2 separate regions of the Drosophila melanogaster genome follow, and region 2 is linked to region 1. Evidence: chromatin contacts called from public Hi-C data. All regions are on one chromosome and are shown on one strand. The core of a region is the stretch at or near the end of the contact, and the rest is flanking DNA. Distances in the headings are between cores, read along the strand shown. Region 1 holds the start of fzy (fizzy). Region 2 holds the start of Nak (Numb-associated kinase).

Region 1 (6,767 bases), core at 1,909-4,408:
TTAGTAGAGCCCGCTCAAAAACATAAACAAATTGAACCAACATAGTATATCACTCGATAGAAAGTGTGCAAGTTGATGCATGGTTTTTACAAGAAGTTTTGCAAACAAATCGTAGAAAGATACAATATTCTCCCAAGTACTTTCGTGCACTGTACCAATTTAAAAATATATTAAGGTGTCCAATGTAAAACTCGATGTTTGTTGCTAATTCTCTCTACCTACGTACGAGTATATGTGTATGTATTTGTGTGTGTCTGTTTCTGTATGTTTGTAATTTTTGTATGTGCGTGCGCGTGTGCGTGAATCGACCAACTAATCTATTATACAAAATTGAATCATAAACCGTAGTACTAAGCTAGCTAAATCTAATTGATGTTTTCATGTTCTGACTGAATGAAATAATGTTGCAAAATAAATATTTTATTCTACAAAAAAAAATTAGCAAACAAAAATTAAATGTTGAATTCGATGTTGTAATGGATTGAAAAGAAGGTTTGTAACTCTATTTAGACTTGAAAGTATGCCCCCCTTTATTGTTTACTTGTTCTTGCTATGTTGTTTGCTTATTTTATCGCTTAATGAGGCTTTTGTTCTTGTACCTAACAATTTTGTAATATTTTTAATTTAACCCGCTTTTTTCTTGCGAACCTCTTGTTCTTGCAGATGTACGATCGCTTTGGTGATCCTCGCTATTTTGTCAGCTACAACGGTGGCAATCCCATGACAGTTGCCTGAATGCCCATCCAATCTGTACATACGATTTAGACTAAACATAAACATACCTATGATTAACACAACTTAAATTCCCGATGTGGTTATATCGATGTCCCCAGAAGCACGCCTTTTCTGCCCCAGAATTGTATGCAATATTATTCCTAGACACACACGTTCTCAAAATGCATCCAGGAAATGGAACCTTATGTACTTACTGTCCCGGCACGTGGGAATCCGAAACGAATAGAATTCCTTGTGTTAACGCAAAATGTTTAGAGCGAAATAAAGCATACAAGGATGCAGAATGTCAAGCATTTTATTTATACGCACACAAACTTAACTCTAAGCAATAAAAGTAACTGACAAAATTTAATTATTCATATATCGTCGGCGGGGGCACATAATCAGAGATTTATCCGTAATTACAAAGTACGAAACATTAAACGAGAACATAAAAATTGGATATGCATTCAAGAAATAATTGTCTAGTCTGGAAAACATACCAGTAGTAAGTATTGAAGCTTAAACTTAGCAATCAAGGGGGTAAAAACAGTTCTAAAGGTCTGAGCATATCAACGGATGCTCTGTCGGAACACGCTCTGTTTGCCCTTGCTGGTCGAAACTGCCTTCTTGGACGCCAACGGATCGGGAGCGAAGCAGTTCCAAAGACGCAGGGTTTCATCAGCTCCGGCGCTGATCACTGTGCTGCCGTCCGGAGACATGGCCATCTGGAGAACTCGTGACGTGTGTCCAGTCAAATCGGCTTGCTTCACCATTGTTGGGTATTTCCAAATGGTCAGTTGGTTGTTAGCAAAACCATGCGCAGAGATCAGCTCCTTGTAGTGGCGAGAAAAGAGCAGAGAACAGACCTGCGACTTGGAGTCCACGGATTTCATTAAAGTGCCATTGTTCACATTCCAGAACTTGATGCAGCGATCGGCGGTGCCGCCTCCAGAGGCTAGAGTACTTGGTTGCCAGGGACACCAGGCCAAGGCACGCACTGCAGCTTGATGGTCGTTGAATTTGTGCAAGGGATCGGTGGCAGTTCCCACGCCACCGCTGGCCGCCGACCAAACATTCACCAGATTGTCGTTGCCTCCGCTAGCCAAATACTTGAAATCCGTGGACCACTTTAGGCCGCAAACCTCCTGCGTGTGTCCGGACAATGTGGAAAGCTTGTGCTCACGTGCACGCACATCGTGGTGGACAATGGTGCCATCCCGGCTGCCAGAGGAAACCAGGAATGAGTTCCAGGCCAAGGATCCCACTCGGGCACTGTGTCCATCCATCACTCGCAGACGCTTCACTTTGGAGCAGTCCCACAGCTCCACGGCACCGGTGCTGTTGCCGATGGCAAGTATCTGCCCCTCCTGGATCCACGATAGCGAGCCTGCGTAGTCGCCCTCCTCAAACTCCGTAAGCTGCTCGATATTTCCGGTCTGTGCGTTCCACAAATAGACGCAACTGCCCAAGGCCACAGCCACTATATTGTCGGCACTCCAATCCATAAGATTTAAATCTGGAAGAGATCAATAGTAGAAAAAAAGAAAAGAAAAGTTTTCTTCGACCTACAGTAATCGTTAATAAAATCAGGTGCATCCAGAATCCTCTCGGATGTGGTGGGTATATAGCGTGAGCCACTCTTTGTGGATATGGGTGTCTTAATGGAGTACACGACCTTCAGGGGATTGTTGTGTGTTTCTGGAGCAGCGGGAGCCTTGTTTTGGTAGCACAAAATGCGCCCGCCCTTGGAGTCACCGACCTGGGCCACTTCAGAGATGAGTTTCTGCCGGTCGCCCTTGTGAGCCGAAGCCTGGACATTGCTCTCGTTGCTGTTGCTCGAGGTGGCCTTGTCGTTCTCCTCATCGGACTTATCGCCGGAGTCTTTGTTCACCTAATAGATGGTCAGGTGGTCAATAAATTCTTAAGGGGTCTGGAATAAGGATGCCCTTACAGGGCGGGATGGAGGGATGAGTGGAATCCTTACCAGAAAGTGTGCTAACTCAAAGTTGGTAGCCGCCCGATTCGGAATAAAGCGATCTCCGCCTCCTGGCGTCTTAGAGGGCGTGGTGTTGGACTTCTTGGTCTTGCCCTCGCTGCTCTTGCCCGGAGTTTTCGTGGGCGCCTGGACACCCGAGAAACTGGTGTTGTACGAGACGGATAGCACCGACCGAGTGGTATTCACACTTCCATTTAGAGACGCCTCCAGCTTCTTCTTCCACCTGGGCGCAGGTCCGCGCGTCTCGCCGTCCATGATGAGAGCATTCTGCAAATCGCTCACAAAATTGAACTGCGACATTGTGTTCCGCTCTTTTCTGGTGTCAGTTGATTATCGAATTTATTTATTTATTATTATTAAAAAACAGAAGCTCATAGAACACTTGGATCGAATTTTTTCCAGATTTCGAGATGCAACACAAATGGCGGTTCGATTTGGAAATGTAGTGTGACCGCATCGGCTAACTGTTAGTGGTATTTTTTGTGCGTAGAGAAAATTACCAGAGAATTAAAATTAATACAAAACATTATAATTCGTTAGAAATTAAAATTGCTTCTTTAAATGAAATTATATTTGATTTATAATGGATAGCTGATTATTTATTAGCCTCATTTGCAATGTGACCGTACATCTGTGCTGCCTGATCGTTTAGATTAGTGCATCCCTGGCGCACAGCTGTCATCATCGCCGCCCTTGTAAAAAAAAAACAAGTGAGTCCCAGCGCTACAATTGCAAAGCCGAATTTTACGATAATAATTAGCAAGTCACTTTGATTAGCACCTGGAAGACGTGCTCCAGCGATTTTACAAGATGGCCTTCAACTTCACCGCCTTCACGTACATAGTGGCCCTGATCGGGGATGCATTCTTGATATTTTTCGCCATATTTCATGTCATTGCATTCGACGAACTTAAAACGGATTATAAGAACCCAATTGATCAGTGCAATAGCCTCAATCCGGTCAGTAAACTTACTGCTTACACCCGCAGTGCGCCCTGTAATGTATGTGTTTGCATTTCAGCTGGTTTTGCCCGAATACCTTCTGCACATCTTTCTGAACTTGCTCTTCTTGTTCTGCGGCGAATGGTTTTCGCTATGCATCAACATACCCCTCATAGCCTATCATATTTGGCGGTAAGTGACTCATTTGACCGTGTGATATAATGTGATTTGAGATCCGAGGAGATCAAGATTCACCCAAGCCCAACATAAGCACCCTTAAGCACTCATGCTTTGTAATACCCCTATCGCTTTCAGTTACAAAAACCGCCCTGTGATGTCGGGACCCGGACTTTATGATCCCACCACGGTCCTGAAAACCGATACTTTGTACCGGAACATGCGTGAGGGTTGGATTAAACTGGCCGTCTATCTGATTAGCTTCTTCTACTACATATACGGGTAAGTCTAATTGAGATTCATTGTGGCCAGGGTCCTCATTTGTCTAACGTTTCTAATTGCTAATTTTAGCATGGTTTATTCGCTCATCTCGACATAGGCAAGCTCTTGCCTGGGGATCTCAGTGTTGGCGCCAACGCATCAGCGTCGTGTATTAGTTGTCTAAACTCGGGTAGAGGACTTCCTTTTTTGGGGAAGAGTCCCCATCAACCGCGAACAATACTTCACTTGTAAATTCTAGTGTAAATCCATAAAGACATCTTGAAGCTTTGTTTTTTTCATACAATTTGTAATACTTTTCTGCAGTAAGAGATTGTAACATGTTTTTATTTTGATTATTTTTTGCATATCGCATCTTTGGTGTAGTTGGATTTTAAGCATTAAATAAAAGTCAAATCAATGTAACCAATTTTCATTTTTCTGTTTAGCATGAGGGACAGCGGAATTTTTGGCTAAACACGACGAACATGGAGCAACGAGCACTTAAGATAATAAAGATTATGAAAGGGCACTTAAACCTTATCAGCAGGGCAAACATAGATATAGTCTCTCTCCAATTTGATACTTGCATTACACGTTTTCTAAGGTAATATACAAGTTTCTTACATCAGCAAACATATTTATCATTCGGCTTTATATTTTGGAAATTATATTTAATTTTAGAGCTTCCATTAGAATGGAAAAATTCACCAAAGAACCACATGCTAAAATAAATGTATTTTGCTTTAGAACGTATTTATAACTTTATTTTACAATCGTTTCGGGAGGCCACAGCTTGGAATAAACAATATTGTGATTGAATCTTGATTAAAATAAAAAGCTGTATACATGGATAGGTACATGGGGCTTTTAATGGGCAACTGGCGTTTGATTACGACATAAAAACAACGAAGAACAAGAAGAAGAATATGAGAACGCCGAAGATTTTGATCATCAGCCAGCGATTTTTGGAGACGGATTGAAAGTATTTCAAGATCTCCCCATGGGCAGCCTCAATATTCAATTCCGCATCCGCCACATTCGTGTCAATACGCTCCACGATCTCTTCCTGCTCCTTAACCATATGTGCCAGCTGCTGGAATATTCCGCCGAGCTCAACGATGGTAGATTCTATATTTTGCATGGTCTCCGCCCGCTGCTGGACGTAATTATCGGAATCATCGTAGATGGCCATCTGTGTCTGGGTTGATAGGAGTGGTGTGGTATCGCTGCTCCCCATATCTATGCTGACCGCTTGGTTTTCCTCGCTGAGAAGCAAAGATCCCTGCTTGGCTGTCGAGGGGGAGACGGTGTGCGCGGCCAACGGACCTGGTCCCTGGCTAAACTGATCACGTCGCGTCTTCTGCTGCTTGAGGTTCTCCGTGCGCACCTCCAGGATTTGCTTGAAGTCCGTGCTCATGCTGGCCAGTTTCGATTGCAGGGCCAGTACCATGTTAGAGGAATGTGACACCAAATGCTTGCCGTTTGTGTGACGCCGCTGATCCTTGGAGATGTCCTGCAGTCGGGCAATTTGTTGATTTAAGGCATTTAGGTCGCCTTTGATGATATAGGTCAGCTCCTGAATCTCCTGCGGTCTGTCATCAAATAAGCTCTTCTTTTTGGCCACTAAAACGAAGATGGGAATTTTAAAGTTTTGAATATGACTTTAAGGGGTTACTAAAACATGTACTTACACATTGTGAGCTTCTCCAGTTTTGCGTAGGTGCTGGCTATGTTCTTGCCAATAAACCTGGCGACCATCATGAACTCCGAGTAGCTCTGAACCTGCTTAGCTTTGCGGGGATCGCGTATATTCACTGCCCGGGTGATATTTCGAGCCTGCAGGGAACGAATCGCATTGGCGAACTCGCCCGTTCGATCGCGTGCGGCCATGACGAATATTTCTGGTTCGGGTTCCGTTTCCTGCGGCTCCTCCTTCGATTGGTAAAACTGTGAACTAGTCGGAATGGAAGCGGGGTAGCTATAGTTGCTTTGGCTATCGTTATTGATGCCCGGTTGATTGCCGGTGACCACGGCGGCAGCGGCACTTAAAGTGCGCAGTGCGTGGCCCGAGAAGGCGCGTAGGTTCCACTGGCGGGCCGCCTTGCCGTACTTGTCGTCGGAGTAATCGGGAGTGGAAATGGAATCGCCCGACTGGTAGTTGTCTCCAATGTGGATGGCCGCCTCGTGACCAGTTGGTGGTGGAACCAGGGACTGTGCTAATAGTCCTACCGATCCGCCAGCTGTTCCCGTGCCCACAGATCCTGCGCCTGCTCCTCCCTGTTGATCCTCTTGAATGGTATAGGTACTGCTACTGCTGTAATCCTGCTGGTCTGTTTGATGAAGGCGTCTTCGGGTTTGCATCTCATTTCAGATTGCAGCTTTTACCAGGGAGTTGACGTTGCTGTTTTTCATATGCACACGAACGAAATGATCTGTTGGACTTTTCTTTGCGAAAATTTCCCCTTTGTTTTTCTCCTTTAATGCACTGGTTTACCGTTTGATGTTTGGCTCGTCACTTAGCTGGCAGGTTTGTGTGTCCTAAACAAAGTAAAATTTGGTCTCCGTTCAAGTATTTCCCAATGGTTTTGTCAAAAAATTCATAATAATTGCTAAAGGTTGCAGAAAACTCACTCAAACGCACACACACACACTCTTCTCACACACACGAACACAC
Region 2 (6,767 bases), core at 1,797-4,296, 2.7 Mb before region 1:
TCAATCGCTTTTAAAAGGCGATAAATGGGGAGTAACATTTCCTGGTAATCCAGAAGGTTCTCCATGCCGTTTAATAGTTCAGCTAAGACCAGGACTGCTGCACGCTTAGAGGGAACATATCCTCCGGTGGTTAATTCGCTATTAACAAGTTGGAGTAACTCGTGGAAGAAGTTCTGCACTTGAAAGGCCAAAAGGCGACAAAGCTGGGCAAGATTGGCAAAGGCTGACATCCGGAATTCGTGAACAGGAGACCGGGAGCCGTACATGAAGCAGTTGAGAAGAACAGCCTTGTATCGAAAGCAAAGAGGACCTGGATGGGATTAGTATGAAAGTTTAGGAGTTATTCTTAGCTGTGTAGAACATTGCTTACCCAACTCCTGAGCGACTTTCAGAATAGCTTCACCCACTACGAGGCGGTAGTCTAAGTGAGCCGTCTCTGATAGGTACTCATCACTCAATTTGTCCAGCACATCGGACTCCATCACATGAACAAGCGACACAAAGAGCCGAACACAATTTAAGAAGGTGTAGGATTCCTTATCCTTGAGAGTGGTCAGGGCTAACGCTATGATAAGTTGACCCTGCGCTAAGGTAGCAGGATCTCTTTTTTTCAGCAAATCAATCATCATCTGAATTCCATACACTTGCATGTGGGATTGTTTTTCCTCTATCAAGGACCGAGCTCTTTGAAAAGGTTGTATTTTAACAGCCTCACTTGGTCGCCATGCGCCGTGAATTATTGTAAGCAATGATTTTACAGATTGCTGGATAAGAGGGTTGGAAGATCGAGTACCCAACAGGTGCAATTGTTCTTTCAGTTCCTTACAGGCCTCTGAAAGTTGAATATTCTCACTGCCCTCAAGAATTTCCTGCAAGAGGTTTAGAACGAGAAGTAGGATCTGATCCGTGGTATCTTGCTCTCTAGATCGGTGGACAAGCAAGTCTTTTAGTATATGTAGAAGCTCCTTGGTATGTTGTGATAGCTGAGCTCTTAATGGTTGGTGGGCTACCATTTGGTTTAAAGCAATGAGCAAATCTAGCTTCAGTTGATATTTGGAGTGCAGAAAGTCTTTGAGCTCTGCTTCTGATGAAATAAAATCTACGCTGGCTGAAGATTTATCATTTATCTGTTTAGCTATGAAGCCCAGAAGAGAGAGGAAAACTTTGCAGGTGAGGGAATGATGAGAGCTTGATGTGAGTAGACCGGGCAATATTCTGCCCATATCGTGATCTGCTAGATGATCTTTGTGAGCTACTTTAACCTGAATTTGAGTTGTGTTCATGGAAGGCAGGATTATAATGCGTGGGTTTAAACACTTCCAAGGAGGTTCCTTCTCAATTTCCCATTTAAACAGCTTCTGGAGTATCGCAGGTAATTCGTTTTTCATTTCTCTGTTGTCCAGACAACGCAAAATAATGGCAGAAATCTGCGATGACGCCGGTAATTCCATTGGAAGGCCATCGTAGAGTTGGAGCAGCAAAGGAAGGTAGGGAACGAGTAGATTACTGGGTAAGCAAGCTACGGTTGAAGAACAAAAGAGATGCTGCCATAAGAGAATGCGATTGCACAGTTCCTGGTGATCCATTAAGATAAGGCCATTAATAATGTCTTCTGGGTTACAAAGCGTTTCCCAGTGTTTGAATAATATTTCTTTTATCAGCTTTTGATTTGTATCACTTAAATCGTAAAGTCTTCTGAGCGATAGGACACCGGCGCACATTTTGTCCGCATTCTGCAGATAGAACTTACAATATTCTAGCACCTGGAGAACCATCTTCTCTTGCGCTAACTGAGAAAATCCTTTTCTGGCCACAATACTAGCCACAATTTCCGCATTTCTGGAAGAATTCACATTGGGATTTTGATGCAGGGCCTCAACAAGACTAGCAAATCCTTGGGGTAAGTGAAGCTTTCCTAAGAGTTGACGGTGCAATAATTGGGCCAGAGTTGGGCAGAGAGTCGTAGCTTTAAAAAGCAAGATGTTGCGAAAGAAATCTGCTTTGGATTCATATTGCCAGAGGTAGGCTATAGCCTTATCCAGCAGTGGAGAGTCTTGCTGCACACGTAGACTCACAATGGCCGCCAGTAGATCCCTTTGCACCAGCTCCATCGAGTTGGCTATGTGGTATTGTCGAATATGCAGTAGATTAATAAAGAACTGAATGCTTAGAAGCATCAATGAAAAGTTAGCTTTGATTTTCCCCTGAGCCTCACAAAAGATGGGCGACTTGTAGAAATCCTCATGTAGCTGGCATCGAAGCGAGTAATATGATAATTCTTGGGAAGCCTGGATACACAATTTCAGGTGCGCTACCGAAATAAGATCCTCCTTGGCGTCGCTGTGGAAATTAATGTTCCTCATGATCGAATGTAGCACATGTTGCAATCTTATTATATAGCATATAGTACGATCCGAATCGGGATCAATACTAGATTCGTGATCGTCTGTTAACTGATATTCCAGGCACAGCTCATGCAATTGCTGACCAATCTCGAGTTTAGCATATTTTTCCAAAATTCGCAGGTTGATTTCCAAGGCTTCGGCAGTCCCTGAGTTATTCGCCGTATTTGCTGTCGAAATATTAGTATTAGGGATACTACAATTATTATATGATGTTAACCAATTTACCTAGAGCTTTACTAAACCTTAAACTCTCTAGAAGAGCAAAGTACTTGGCCGTATTTATCATTGTTATCCCAGCAAACTACAATTTTGCGAATTTAGCGACCATTTGCTAGAGATGCTTGTTTACAATTGCACCAGCACAATCGATAACATATTGATAAGGGAAACACGATGTTGGCAGCATAGCTAATTAAAACTGCGCGATAGTTTAATGCAACTGTAGCTATATGTTTTATTGAAAGTAGAACCATATTATCTTTTTAAATTGGATCAAATTACAAAAAATTGTTATCATAAAACCTATTTTGTAAACGGGGATTTCCTTGTTTTCAGAATTTCGAGATTGCAACCAACTTATCTATATATCGATAGGCGGCTGCACCAGCCGCGGGTTGCGCATCTGACTGCAGCAAAGCGCCCTGGTCACACTGGCCCAACAACTCGAGAGCAGCAGGAAAATCGAACAACTTTCTTTTTCCACTGCATTGTGTGTGTGCATGCAAAAACACAAAGTGCGCAGAATAGCTTTATTCAGCTAGCCGATACGACTCGAAAGTGGATTAATTGGCCAGCGGCACCGACGCCCCGCCCACCGTCAGCCGCCCTCGCAAAATTAAAAATTGCCAAAAACACCTACGCGCAGGCAATTAAGACCGTGTTAGCTAGTGTGCGTGTGTGCTCGCGAGTGTGTGTGTGTGTGTTGTGCTGCTGGGGCAGTAAACATTTTCTAGTGAAAATCGGGGGAAAATGAAGAAAATCCTGTCTAAGTTCGAGCGCAATGAGAACTCTCGACTGGAGAATCCGCCCAACAGCAGCAGCTCGTCGTCCTCGAACGAGAAGAACAGCTTCGTGGGCAAGGTCTTCACAGTGGGACGCGTCACGGTCACCGTGGAGGATGTCCTGGCAGAAGGTAGACGACTATATATACACTCTTATATATGTGCTCCCATTCCCCTACCTACAACACGTCGCCCGCGATTATGCTTATCACCTGCCTGATTTACAGGTGGGCAGTAGCCTGCCGTCCGCTTTTCGGTCTCGCCCCTCGTCACAGATTAGATAAACCCCTTCAGCGCGAGAACTCCCAAATGTGGGGCGTACTCAAAGCGCTAGAGAGCATAAAAATCAGCTGCGTATCCTCCATAATTGGGGACACCACTTGTCGCATTTCCGATTAAATCCAAATAAATTACTCCCAATAATTTCTGTATAAGATGTTAAACTCAAAACAGCTAAAATCTGACTTTGATATATTATCTTTTAATAAAACTGTAAAACATTTTAAATTATTTCATTAATTATGAATACTAAATACTGGTTTGTAACCTAAATTCCAACTAATTGAACTGCAATTTTGCCCTTGGCATAGAACTACATATTTATGTCCATAACTCGGCTCTCTAATGGCGTGCAGATATTTCGTCCAAATTTATGTCAGTCTTTAAAGAGTTTATTTTTGCCAAAACCAGAAATGCCAGCATTTCTATTGTGACAAATGGGTGTCCGCGTTAGAGAAACCCGACTGTACAAACACAGTTACGGTTCTGGTTGGTTTTTCCATGGAATACCCATTGAATTCCCGTAGCCACTACACATGGCCACAAATCAATTGAATCAATTATGTTAATTTAGCCAATGAAGCGGCAAGACCAACACTCATCAGCCGACTGTCTCCGACAGTCTTCCGTTTTTCACCTTTCGCCGAGCTAAATGGCAAAGTTCGCCCCTAAGGAAATCGCCTGTGCTGTGTCCTTGTCCTTGAAATGCGGAGTGCTCCACTCCACATCATCCTGCAGTGCAAGTGCCTCCTTGTTGGCCTGGCACCAGTACCCTCCGCCCAACATTTGATCATCTAACGATTGCTCACCCACCGCCTGGCCAGCCATTCGCCACCTTTCCTTTAGCCATTACGTAGTGTTTTTTACTTTTTATACTTTTGGCAAGCGGACTCGATTCGTAATTTTGTTTTGCGCTGCGCTGGCGCCGCTGGCAATTAGTCAGCTGTTGTCGGGCATACCCTGTAATTAAAAAGGCGGAGCGTTTGACGAACACGGTTATTTGGTTAAAGTTATTGAATTAGTATAACAAATTATAAACTAAATTATATATTATTTATTAATTCATTTAATCCAGTAACGTAACTATTGGTATTTCATTTAAGAAAGAGAAAAAATAAATAGAGTCTTTTGCAGATGCTCAATGAATAAAATGCGCGTATAGCCAAGTTTAAACTGCTCGATATGCTGGATACTTCCAAAGTAACACTGTGCTTAATCACCTTCAATATTTACCTGCTTTCTTTGATTCGATTTTTGAGCAGCCAACAACAATTACAAATGACTAAGCGACAAACGGTTAACGAATGAAGCTTTCCCGCCTTAACCCCTCAGCCCCCACCCTTAACCGCTTACTGCCCACCTTGCAGTTGACGCCCCTTCAGACGTATTTTCTACCCTCGTTTGCGTTTCGAATTGCCTTCTCGCGTTTTCTCGCATCGCTACAATTGTGCATTGTTATTGTTGCTTTTCATACTATTATTACTGGATGTTGTTGCTGTACTTTTTGCCAATGTTGATTTGTTGCTGTTGCAACCTTCAGCATTGATTAACATTTGACGCCATAATTTCACAAAGTCGAGCAAAAATGGTTACATTTGCTGGTCCGCTATTCACTTCTCTCTATCGCCTACACAGGGAGAAATGGTGTGTGCATTTACAGCAAATGTTCCATAAATATTTTCAATATTAAAACATTCTCCTAATCGTTGCATCGTCTATGCATCTAATGTATTGAGATCATTTTTTTTTCTAATATCATTTCATTTTATATCTAATATATATTTTTATGTTTTTTTCTTAGTGACCACTGTTCCTATCTTTTTATTTTGCCGCCCCACCGCCTTCCCCCGCTGAGTATTGTTATTGTCGCATGTTATTGTTGTTATTTCTGTACGTGACCTTCAATAGTTTAGTTTATATTGCGTTGCCTTTTTATCGTACATTTTGAAGTGGCGTAAAGCGACAGGTGGAGAGGGCTGAAATGTGGGGGCATTCTACTTGAAATTCTATTTGCAATAAACTGAAATAAACCTCATGCAAATGGCCTGTTAGGCAAAACATGTGTAAATCGTTCCATGGCCAGACAGTAACTGCTATCACTCGAATTCGGGTACCCTCTACTATTTTAACACCACGGGGGGATATTTGTGAACGTGAAATGTTTATAGTAAAGAAATTCCATTATTATCACGTAGATATATGGCATAAATTATGTGGGAAGGAATGGCCAAAGATACGTGTGCTATAAAAATGTGACACATATTTCCTTTTAATAAACAAATTAGTTTATTAATTAGCTACTTCCTGCCATATAAAATAAAATATTCGTATATATGTATTATGAATATACAATAACAGGGTATTCATCGGGTTTAGCTTACTCGCAGTTTCCTCCCCCATTCAAATATGCTATGTTGTTTACAGCTGACAGCTGTTATGGATGTCTAGCCCGTCAACTTACCCCATGCTCTAATGCTCTGTTTTTCTCTTCCCCATCTCTTCAAAACTCACGCAGGTGGTTTCGCCATGGTCTTTTTGGCAAGGGGCAACGGCGGAGGCAGTTCCTCGGCGACCAAGTACGCCCTGAAGCGCATGTACGTCAACAATGAGCACGATCTGAACGTAGCCAAGCGGGAGATACAGATTGCGGTGAGTAAATAAATCGGGACAAACAAACCTAATCTAATAGGGCAATCACTTTCACTCCCCCAGAGCAACCTGAGTGGGCACAAAAACATCATTGGTTATGTGGACTCCAGCATCACGCCCACGGGAAACGGGGTGTGCGAGGTGCTACTCCTGATGCCCTATTGCAAGCATCACATGCTGGCCATGATGAATGCGAGGTAAACGAAGTGAATCTAAAAATGTAGTCCATTTGATTGCGGAATTCGAATGTAATCCAATGAAATTCGCCACAGATTGCACGTTGGCTTCACGGAGCCAGAGGTGCTCAACATCTTCTGTGATATTGCCGAGGCTGTCTCTCGATTGCACTATTGTCAGACTCCGATTATCCATCGGGATCTTAAGGTGGAGAACATTCTGCAAACGGACGCGGGCAACTTCGTACTCTGCGACT

The links. Hi-C and Micro-C count contacts between places; a contact is called where the count stands out from the background.
Region 2: a Hi-C map of the Kc167 cell line shows a contact between it and region 1, with 2.3 times the contacts expected there. The contact joins the promoter of Nak here to the promoter of fzy in region 1. A contact is called at or near these places in 2 of 107 Hi-C or Micro-C datasets (both in the Kc167 cell line) and 1 of 6 datasets of contacts at active chromatin or transcription factors (the Kc167 cell line).

The regions. Positions count from the first base shown.
Region 1 is chr2L:16,307,347-16,314,113 of dm6, reverse strand. fzy (fizzy) reads right to left here and starts at 3,158. Exons shown (of 3, transcript NM_058153.4): 1 at 2,702-3,158; 2 at 2,287-2,608; 3 at 1,017-2,233. The coding sequence starts at 3,013. The coding sequence ends at 1,287. cni (cornichon) reads left to right here and starts at 3,388. Exons shown (of 5, transcript NM_001273566.1): 1 at 3,388-3,423; 2 at 3,474-3,673; 3 at 3,735-3,847; 4 at 3,971-4,114; 5 at 4,184-4,822. The coding sequence starts at 3,524. The coding sequence ends at 4,211. It overlaps Syx5 (Syntaxin 5), which reads right to left. Exons shown (of 2, transcript NM_134305.3): 1 at 5,785-6,767; 2 at 4,840-5,716. The coding sequence starts at 6,454. The coding sequence ends at 4,983. cact (cactus) reads left to right here. Exons shown (of 7, transcript NM_001273567.1): 7 at 664-1,017. The coding sequence ends at 735.
Region 2 is chr2L:18,965,023-18,971,789 of dm6, reverse strand. It overlaps Nak (Numb-associated kinase), which reads left to right and starts at 3,046. Exons shown (of 8, transcript NM_057818.4): 1 at 3,046-3,537; 2 at 6,201-6,334; 3 at 6,398-6,531; 4 at 6,607-6,767. The coding sequence starts at 3,375. It overlaps Tango6 (Transport and Golgi organization 6), which reads right to left and starts at 2,762. Exons shown (of 3, transcript NM_136078.4): 1 at 2,631-2,762; 2 at 371-2,572; 3 at 1-310. The coding sequence starts at 2,691.